3 separate regions of the Zea mays genome follow, and all the other regions are linked to region 3. The links are chromatin contacts, called in public Hi-C maps. All regions are on one chromosome and are shown on one strand. The core of a region is the stretch at or near the end of the contact, and the rest is flanking DNA. Distances in the headings are between cores, read along the strand shown.

Region 1 (3,588 bases), core at 726-3,225, 350 kb before region 3:
CCAAATTAAAACCCATAAGAAAACAGGAATAAGCATTGACCGTTTAAAAATAACAAACTTAGTAACATAGAATTGAACCGAACAAAACCTGCTGCTGTAATCATAGAATTCCTCGAGGTCAGCATCTTCATCATCTCCACCATCTCCATACCGCAACTTGCAATGCCCCTTTGCATCCATGTGCTTCCTGACAGCCTCTAGACTGAAGAAGGACTGGCATCTGTCATTGCAGTAGAGGCAGATAAAATCACGCTTCACCTGCAGGTAGGATAACCAATTCAACGTGAAGATTAAACAGCATGCTTGCACACATATGGCATTCGATATTACACTGGTGAAAAATGTATACCTTCAGTCCAACATAAGTAAGAAGACCACTGGGATCCTTCAAGTATTCACTGTCAGGTATGAAAAACCCATGCTTCTTATGCATATGGACCATGCAGTCTTCTATGGTGTCATGCTTGAGGTCACACATGAAACACGACGAGATATCCAACTCTTCAAGGTCATCCATGTCATCATCTGATTTTGAGGAGTGCTCATCTTCTTGCATGTTTGAAGTAGACTCATCAGCCAACTCCATCTCACTTGGGTCAACTTCAACCCACTCTTCTTCCTCATCGTCGTCTTGATCCTCCTCTACTGCAGATGGAGCTCTTCGTGAGACTCGTTCAGGAAGTGGCTTGACTATCGTGATACCAGCAATAGAGGCATTGGGCTCCTGAGAGGCTTTCAAAAGATGTGATCGCGAGTTAAGATGCTGCTCGTGAGCTTTCGAGCTTCTGTACTCCTTTCCACAAAGAGCACAGCTGTAAAGCATTGGGGTGCTAGCAGGCTTGCTCCCCTCCGCCAAAGCAGCTTGCCTAGCCAGAAACAGAGCCTCTGTGACACCAGGAACTCCAGCCACCTGAAGAATTTACATATCAAAACAAAACATGACTGAAGTTCAACACGCAACGCAAGGAAGCAATAACATAATAAAACAGACAAGAAGAAGTTGAACAGTTCTAAACACGTAATCCCAATTATAACCAGCACACAAATTTACCAATATATGTTTGTTTTTTTGTTCATAAGAATATGAAAATATCATGTTGTTTCTTAATCTAATTATTTCATGACTGAACTGGAACTCTTCAAGTATCTCACGGACCCAATTTTAGAAATTAGAAATCCACAGTAGTACCTCTAGTTATTCACATACAAACATCACGAAATCATAAAAAAAACTACAAGGCTCAGGTGCAGAGGCTGATGTTTTGCAAACATTCAAAGGCCTTACCTGTTAAGAAACCCAAAATCCCGATACCGGAGTGTCTTAATCCTCAATTCCTCTCATTCTAGTCACAAGTCATGCCGCATGAACCGATGAACCTAAATACCTAATACCTAGAACTCGCTAGCGGCAGAAAGTAGGATGCGGAGGGGGCGACGTTACCTTGCGCTTGAGGTTGTAACGGTGCCATTCAGAGCGGTAGTGAAGCCGCTGCTGCTCCTCGTCGTCGAACCCCGCGTTGCACGCGTTGCAGGTAACCGTCGGCATCCTCACTCAGCCCTCTCTCCTCTCCGCTAGCTTCGGATTCGGCTTGCTCTGGCTGGGGAGACTCTCGCTTCTCTCCTTCTCCTTCCGGTGCAGCTTCGCCTAATCGCCTTGTACGCGGCGGCGCTGCGGTGGTGAAGAGTGGGGGGGGAATGGCGGCGGGGCGGGGGAGGAGAAGTAGGAGAGGGCAAGGGGGCCGCGTTTGGTTCTGACGTTGGCGCTTAGGTCAGTCAGGCAGGCCTCAGCTCTCTACCGTCTTTACTTGTTGGGCCTTTGTTTGGACTCCGCGGGGACGAGGATATCGGCCGCCCCGAACCGGGCCAAGGGCCTACGGTCACAGCACGCACGCCAGGCCGAAATCACTTAGCAGCGGCCTGCGGGAGGGCACCCAAGCCATTTTTTCCCGCTCAAACGACTGCCGCCACGGCGCCATCACAGGCCGACACTCCACTCGATCAAAATCCCTTCGTCGTCACCGTCCCCACCGAAACCGCAGTACCGTACCCGTGCCGACGCGAGCACGATGGCCGCCGCGGCCTCCTACTTCACCGGGCCGACCATCTTGCCGTCTCAGCGAGCCACCGCGGCGCCTGACAATTCCGCCGTCGCCACCCCTTCTCTGGCTAAGGTCTGTTCGTAATCTCGATTCCTCGTGACTGATTTCCAGCCCCCCCCCCCCCCCCCCCCCCCCCCTCTCTCTCGCCGAGCCCTAAATCGCTAACCCCGTCCGCCGCTCCGATTGCAGTCGCGTGACCCCCGCTGCTCCGGATGCTCTCCCACCACCGTGCGCCACATCGCCCGCTCCTTCGCCGCCGCTGATGCGACCAGTGGTGGCGACCCTGTCATCTCTATTGACGGCGTCGACGCCACCAATGTAAGCCCCCGAGCCTCGGACCCCCCAGAGCTGTATCCGTGCGGGCTCGCTTACTTCGGTATTGCTCTGGGAAAATCCCCCAACTCGCGCGTGTAGGTTTGGCTTCTGGGGAGGGCGGTGAGCGTGATGAACATGGAGGCTGGCGTGTCATTCACGCTCGATGACGGCACCGGGCAGATCGCGCTCATGCGGTGGTGAGTCCCGAACTCGCGATTAGTGTTTCATGCTTTCGCTAGATGCAGCGCTGAGGCTGTACAGTATGTGACATTTTTTCATGAGATGCAGGATCACTGACGATATTGATGCTAAGGAAGTGTCTTTCGTCCAGTATGTATATCTGATGTTGGCAAGCGCTGAGTTTAGCTTTTTTAAGTGATTTAAGATTTTGGCATTTTGCTTTTAGCTATCGGGAAGCTGATATGATGTAATTGTTTTTTTACTTGTTTGTTGGTGTATATGAAGGAATGGTTTATACCTCAAGGTTCAAGTTACTCTCGTAGGGTTTCAAGCTAAGCAGCATGGTTTTGCTCACTCTATTAGGTAAAGGATCTAAGTTCCTTTGGTACCGATGGCTTTTCTACCTCATTTTCTGTATGCATACAATTTTAGTTGGACTTTTAATTTTGATGGAATGCTTGTCTTGTTTGCGAAATTTTACCAATATAATTCGTTACCGTAAAATGGATCTTAATTGTTCATAGAATGTATTCAGGCTGTTTATTCAAGATTTACTGATCCAAATTTTTATCTATGCATAAAGTTTGACTGTTGCTTTTACAGTAAATTTTTAATAACGTTTCAGTGAGATAAGGTTTATCATAAGAATGGAATGCTAGCCTTGTTATTAGGATATTTTTATCAAAGCTGATTGGAATTGAAGTTGAATCATTTCTTGAGAAAGATGTAAGGGCAAGTGAGCATGCATTTGTGTAGGCATTGCCTCCCTTATCTCTTATTGTGGTCCCCTGCCATACATTTTGACCATGAAAACATGGTCTTGCTCATACTAATTATTTTTGGGCTCTAACCCGTTATCTCACATATAGATTTAATTTGTTATTGTTGGATGAAACTGACATTAAAACTTAGAAGGCTGCATGCATTTTCATTGGAAATTAAGGCTGGTTTACTGTCTTTCCGTGTTATACTTGTTCCTATATTTCTCAGTTTG
Region 2 (3,174 bases), core at 630-3,129, 480 kb before region 3:
AACTAACTATAAAAAATGAGATGTTGATGGATCAACATATTCTATTCCACAAACCAAATAAAAATAATGAGAAATGAGAAGACGATGGATAATCATATATGATACATTCCTAAAAAAATGTATATAGAGAATCATCTAGAAATGACTAAATATACCATACACCTATGAGAGAATATACTCTCTTGTATTTTTTTTAATTAACCCACTAGATACTTCTAAAAGGATTTCATACTAAATAGGATTGCCCTCAGGAAATTTGTAGGGTCAAAATAGTAGCATACAAGGGTCCAGGGGCGTCTACTTAGGGCTTGTTCGGTTAGCTCTCAATCCATGTGGATTGAGTGGGATTGAGTGGGTTTAAATTCCAAGTAAGTCAAACTCCTTCTTAATTTTTTCCAATCCCATCCAATCCATGGGTAATAGGAATAACCGAACAAGGCCTTAGCGAGCGTTTTGTCTGCCTCGTATCCAAAGTTTGCTGATCTGTATTAAATTCATTGTGGGATTCCATATCTTGTAACTGAACAAGCCTCGTATCCAAAGTTTGCAGATCTGTGTGGTAGCATACAATGGGTGTTAGCCTGTATCACCTAAATTTCGTAACATTTTGTGTGCAACATCCTTTATCAAAAGAATTCATGTGCTTTTTAGGTGTTTTATCACCCGGATTGAAGTGTTGCGAAAGCTTGGATATTTTTAGAGGCAGCTAGCCACCCGCCGCCGCTTCCTAGGCCGTGAGGCTCTCTCCAACAAGGTTCTGTAAAGAGTTCTGTCCGACATATTTAGAGTATAGCAGTATTTGGTACCCCTCCAGCAACATCCGCTAAATGAAACAGTAAAATTTACAGTTCGTCTCTCATCCGCTATGTTTAGAGGCTTCTCTATCACTTTGAAGCTGCGGGACAGCAAGGTGGGAGTAGTACGAGGCGGGCTCTAGATGGATGAGACCTATATGGAGAGGACGATAGAACAATGATTTTAATTAATACAGTTGATAAAATGAAAAATAAAAATATATAGAAATGAGATATAGAGAACGTTACTGAAGAGAATGAAGATATAGATGACGAAATTTTTAGAGTGATATGCAAAAGATAAAGAATATTTTTAAAAGGTAAAATTTAGAGACTATTGCTGGAGATGGTCTTAGGCTGGGTCGTCAAGCTGCTCCGCGGCGGAGCGCCGTGTCCTCGGCGTGGTCGAGCAGCTTGGCACCCATCTCGTACAGCACGCTGGCGTCCATCGGTGTCTTGGCCGATTTTTTTTTCATTTTGACCTTTTTACGAAGATATTTTATATTTAATACTCTAAAGCAATTATTTCTAGTTTTAGACCTTAGTCTTATTTGTTTCCACCAATCCAACTCTGAATTAATATTAATTGGAAATAAATCCATGTCATAAACCATGCTCCAAAATAAACCAAACACACTCAGAATTTTTATTCGATAAAATCCATCATAAATTATAATCCAAGAGTTTGAAAAAAATTTAAACTATGGAAGATATAGGTTCTATCCATATCTCGTTAGGTATGGAACAAATCTACGAAGATATTACACAAGTTTATATTAGAATACATGGATAAAAGAATAACTAGTTTTGAGAGATACATTGATTAAATAATGGACTTAATCCCACTATATGATTAGATGTGAGGTATAGATTTATCTAATCCAGATCTATATTAAATCTATTGCGGGATTCCATCCCTTATAACTGAACAGGGCTTGTTGGGCGTCATGTGCCGTGACGCCGCTCGGCGCCACAGGGTCTCGCTAGCGTGGACGGGCTGGCAGCTGATGTGGCACCACCGCCGCGCGCCGCGCTGTCTGTGTGTTGACAACGCTTCTCATCCTATGTTCTGTCCAGTGTTTGTGTGCAGACTGCAGATTGTTGTCTGGACGGGTCTGAGTTGGCTGGGGAGGCGTACGTGCAGGGTGCAGTGCAGCAGCAAGCGATCGATGTCCTTGCAACCACCGAGCCGTTCCTTGCACGAACAAAAAGCTGTCCGCGTATAGACTAGGGTGTGCATTCAGTTGACTCATTGACTGGTAGCTAATAATAACCTTAGTAATCTAAATATATCTACTAATACATTTGTTAATTATTAATGAAAGGACTGCTAACTATTAGTCCTATTTCCGTGGAACGAAAACGGCTTGTGCGTTAGGGATAAGTACTTTTTTTTACGGCGCCCAGAGGCCAGAGGCGTAGCAGTGCAGCAATGTTACTGTTGTTAAGTAACCCTAATTAGGGTTATGTGAGCAAATATCTGCTTTACCCTTGAAGGGTCTCAGATCTTTATATAGGAACATGTACACCCCCTTATAAGACAGAGATCAGAAAGAGGCCAGAGGCCCAACCCTATATCTTGTGTCTCGTGTGTTTCCTCTGTCGTGCTTATGGGAAGGGAGACGGGTTCTTTACAGCTTCTTGCGCCTCTACTGCTGACGGGAGGGAAGAGAGCGGATCTGGTGATCCGTGGTAACGTAGTTCTCAACACGTTATCAGCACGCTCTACCTCGACGTTGTTGCTCGATCAGATCTGCATCAACTCTCCATCAAGTCGGCAGGTTACCGGCCTAGCCGAACTGTCCTACGCGACAGTCTTCGATTTGCCCTCTACGCAAACGTGGTATGCATTTTTAAGTAGGATGGATTTATTGTTCTTCATTCGTTTCTCGAAAAAGATTAAAGAAAAGTGGTATGGAATTTTCTGCGGTTGAAAAAAAACTCGGGAGACGTTCATGGGTTCGCCGATCCGGTCAAAGTGGATTACTCAAAGGAAAAAGGATTCATCTTTATCTCCCGCACACACACCACCCATCCTCCTGCATGGCTGCATGCAAGGGCAATGCATGCATGCCGCTCGGCCGAATTTTTTGCATTTTAACCCTTCATCGAAAACAATATCACGTTTGGACCCTAAAAAATTTTAATGTCATTTTTGGACCCTTTGCTCGGCGCCATAACCTATGGCGCCGAGGTAACACAGCTCGGCGCCATAGGCTATGGCGCCGAGGTACGTGCTGCGTTGGCACAACCCGAACGTCGTGGCGCCGATGTGGCACCAAGCTCGGCGCCAAGATCTATGGCGCCGAGCTTGGTTATATAATCATAAAGTCTGTCTAGCTCAGTTGGTATAGTGTAGGACTCTTAACCTTGTGGTCAT
Region 3 (3,220 bases), core at 111-2,610:
AACAGTTGTATATGGATGCATATGACTACAAATAAGATTATGAACGGAATGCATGAATAAAGAAACCGATGGAATAAGTAAACTAGGAAACAATCTTAGAATCATTTTCTGTCATTTCTTTTTAGCTATCCACTTCGAGAGGTTTCGTTTCTTCCTACGAATTAGGTCCCGTTTGGTTTAAGGTGACTAAAGTTTAGTGCCTAAAGTTTAGTCACTTTTAGTCCCTAAATAAGTAATCATAATGACTAAAATGGGGTGACTAAACTTTAGTTCTTTAGCCATCAAGGGAATGAAGAGACTGAAGTAGCATTTTTACCTTATTTGCTCTATTCACTTTCTTTTGCAGCAAACATCCACTAATTAATAGAGGTAATACAATCATTATTCATAACAATTAATGCTCTTTAGTCTGATTTAGTCAGGGTAGCTTTTGTGCCGGCCTGCGTTTAATTCTCTTCGCAAACACACATATTTACCTTTTTGTTTAAGTAAGAGCGTATGATGGTGCGTGTCTGATGACGAACGATGTACGGGGAAATTTCTTCCGGTATGTGTGGAACGTACTCTCCAATGATGAGACCATACAAATCGTGACATATATCGAAGTCTGCATGATACTGATGGTTGCAATGTAGTGGTGAAACGACTAGATTAAAATAACAAAATTTATGTATGGTTAGGATCACAAATTGATTTTAAAACATTTTCTCATAACAATATAACACACATTTTGTATATAAATTATCATACTATACTGGTATTATATATTCCCATTGCAACACACGGACACTCAGCTAGTAACAATTAATGCTATTTAGTCTGATTTAGTCACTGTAATCAAACGAGATACTTTAGCGACTATATTTTAATCAATAAGTGACTAAAGGAACCAAACACAACCAAGGCCTTAATCTGGGTGTAACCGTAGTCGTAGTCTATCTCTAAGGTCTTGTTCGGTTAATCCCGTTACCCATGGATTGGATGAGATTGGAAAAAATTAAGAAGGAGTTTGACTTATTTGAGATTTTAACCCACCCAATCCCACTCAATCCACATGGATTGAGAGATAACCGAACAAACCCTAATAGAGTTGTAAATGGTCAATACACCTGGCGTTCGATTGATCACGAACAAAACAAAAGCCATTAAGCCCAAATCATCGTTTGGCCCAAATAAACTACTACCTAGTTCCATTTACGGGTGGGGCCGTTTTGGTTCGGGATCGCTGTTGGCCTAGCCCATAAGAAGATCGGAACAGGGATCACGGGCAATTATCCGCCCAGGATACGCGAGGCGGAACCCGTCTAGGATACGCGAGTTTCGCTGGCCGTTGTATTGCAGGAAAATTTCCCGTTTTCTATATTTTTCTGTGAATATGATTCCTGTAATTCCAGAAGAGCCCTAAACTTCGCGTCCTACACGCGCCCCCCTCTCGCTCCCACACAAAAACCCTAGCCATCCAACAGGCAACAGGAGACCATCAATCATCAATAAATAAAAAATAGTAGTAATTCCTAACCCTAGGAGGCATCCTGTTCCACGCGACTCATCCCGTCGTCCGCCGAGCCGCCGACGCCACGCCAGGCCTCCACGCCGCGCCTCCGAGCTCCGTCGCCCCGGACCGCCGGCGCCGGGCAGCCGTGAGCTCCGACCGGACCTGCCCGCGCCCAGGCTGAGGCGCCGCCTACCCGAGCTCCGCCCAGGCCGCCCGCCCGCTCGGCAGGACGACTGGACGAGCTCCTCGCCGCGGGCGCCGAGCAGAGGAGCTCCTCTCGCGGAAGCGCGGACCCGCCTTCAGGCCGAGGTGCCGAGCTCCGCCCCGCCCCGCGCGGCCGCGCCCCTGCCCAGGTCCAGCCGCCCCGCTCGGCTCCTGTTCCCCGCTGGGGTTCCGGCACAAAGCTCCACGGCTCCGCGTTAGTAACACCTTGATTTTGGCGCATCGTCCGCCACTGACAGCCGGTCCCTGTCCCGGATCGCCTTCTCCCGAATTCTCTCCACTTCGTCCACGGATTCGTCTTGATTCGTTCTGTGGTTTCTGTAGATCCCATTGCTGAGATTCTTCCCGTGAGGAGGTGTTGGGGGTAGCTGGCGATGGGGGCGGAGCAGGGGTACGAAGATATGCAGGGGACCTTCAGGGACTCCGAGGTGTTCGAGTTTGTCGGGAAAGTCCTGCAGTCCGTGCGGATGGTACGGGCCTTCCATCCTCAGTTCGTTGCTGTGTAATATGACTGGACATTGATTTAGGTGGATTATTATTTGCCTTGGATGATTAGTATTCTCGTTGGACTTGGAAGTACTTAAGAATCTGTATCTTCAATCTTGCTATGCTTCACTTTATTGCTTCATTTGTTAAGCATTTTTTTTGAGCATTCAGTGGAGCTTGGCAAGTAAATTGGTGAACCCCCTGAACTTGGACTATATGTTCAGATGCAATATAGTAGCTCTGCTTGTACCTCAACTAAGGTCTCCTAGGATTTAGGACGCTAGAATGTGATACAGAGAAGTGCAGTATTCAAACCTTGTATTGAGAAAGCACCCTGATACAGAAAAGTGTAGTATTCAAACCTTGTATTGAGAAACCTTGTATTCAAACCTAAGCATCTGCTGGATGAAAACACTAAAGCAGAACCAAGTGCGGATCTGACAAATATTTGTTATCAAGTCCAGGAATTCACCAATCGTTGTCCTCTATCTCCGGTTTTGTTTCATATCAGCAGCGGCGGAGGGTGATCCAAAAGCAAGGAGGGGCAATTGCAAAAGCTGCTACTGTATTAGCTACCAAACTTCTCAAATCATGACTATAGGTGCATCCTATAAAGCATCCATGAGGATTGTATGCTATTAGAGTTACTGCTGTTCCAGAGGAGGGGGGTGGTGGCAGTTTCCCCTCCATGAGCCTCCGCCCCTGTGGATCAGTTCTGTAGATCTCTCGTCTAAATTGCTTCTATCTGCTAGAAGTTAACTAATTAAATGGCATACATCTTTTGCCAGCTTCTGTTGATAATTTGTTAAACATTAAAGTCTCATGTTCTGAACATACTCTCCAGAACAAAGCTGAGACTTGTGGTGAACTTTATTTTCCTGCATTGAGTTAGAAACTAAAGCTTGCTGGTGAAGACATGGTCAAATTTGCCAGATGCATGTGAGATGTGGAGTCAGGGAAATTGAAAGCTGATCATTTTCAAATTGCGGGTTTTTAATTAACAAATGCATGATTCTT

The links. Hi-C and Micro-C count contacts between places; a contact is called where the count stands out from the background.
Region 1: a Hi-C map of leaf shows a contact between it and region 3, with 4 times the contacts expected there. The contact joins the promoter of LOC100285903 here to the promoter of LOC100272544 in region 3. A contact is called at or near these places in 6 of 25 Hi-C or Micro-C datasets (ear, endosperm, leaf and 1 more).
Region 2: a Hi-C map of ear shows a contact between it and region 3, with 1.6 times the contacts expected there. The contact joins the enhancer-like site here to the promoter of LOC100272544 in region 3. A contact is called at or near these places in 3 of 25 Hi-C or Micro-C datasets (ear, endosperm and leaf).

The regions. Positions count from the first base shown.
Region 1 is chr5:54,512,326-54,515,913 of Zm-B73-REFERENCE-NAM-5.0, reverse strand. It overlaps LOC100285903 (OB-fold nucleic acid binding domain containing protein), which reads left to right and starts at 1,975. Exons shown (of 10, transcript NM_001158792.2): 1 at 1,975-2,171; 2 at 2,289-2,417; 3 at 2,514-2,611; 4 at 2,703-2,744; 5 at 2,880-2,957. The coding sequence starts at 2,067. It overlaps LOC100284880, which reads right to left and starts at 1,760. Exons shown (of 5, transcript NM_001157775.2): 1 at 1,442-1,760; 2 at 350-910; 3 at 89-258. The coding sequence starts at 1,546.
Region 2 is chr5:54,640,391-54,643,564 of Zm-B73-REFERENCE-NAM-5.0, reverse strand. No RefSeq gene overlaps it. Among protein-coding and RNA genes, the nearest start is that of LOC103626364, 13 kb to the left of the region's middle. Within about 2 kb of position 1,879, at least 17 of the 20 cell types and tissues checked have an H3K27ac peak or open chromatin away from gene starts, as enhancers often do. A contact at or near this core is called in ear, endosperm and leaf, where this site is marked.
Region 3 is chr5:54,162,829-54,166,048 of Zm-B73-REFERENCE-NAM-5.0, reverse strand. It overlaps LOC100272544 (RNA polymerase I specific transcription initiation factor RRN3 protein), which reads left to right and starts at 1,360. Exons shown (of 16, transcript NM_001359658.1): 1 at 1,360-1,913; 2 at 2,042-2,187. The coding sequence starts at 2,092.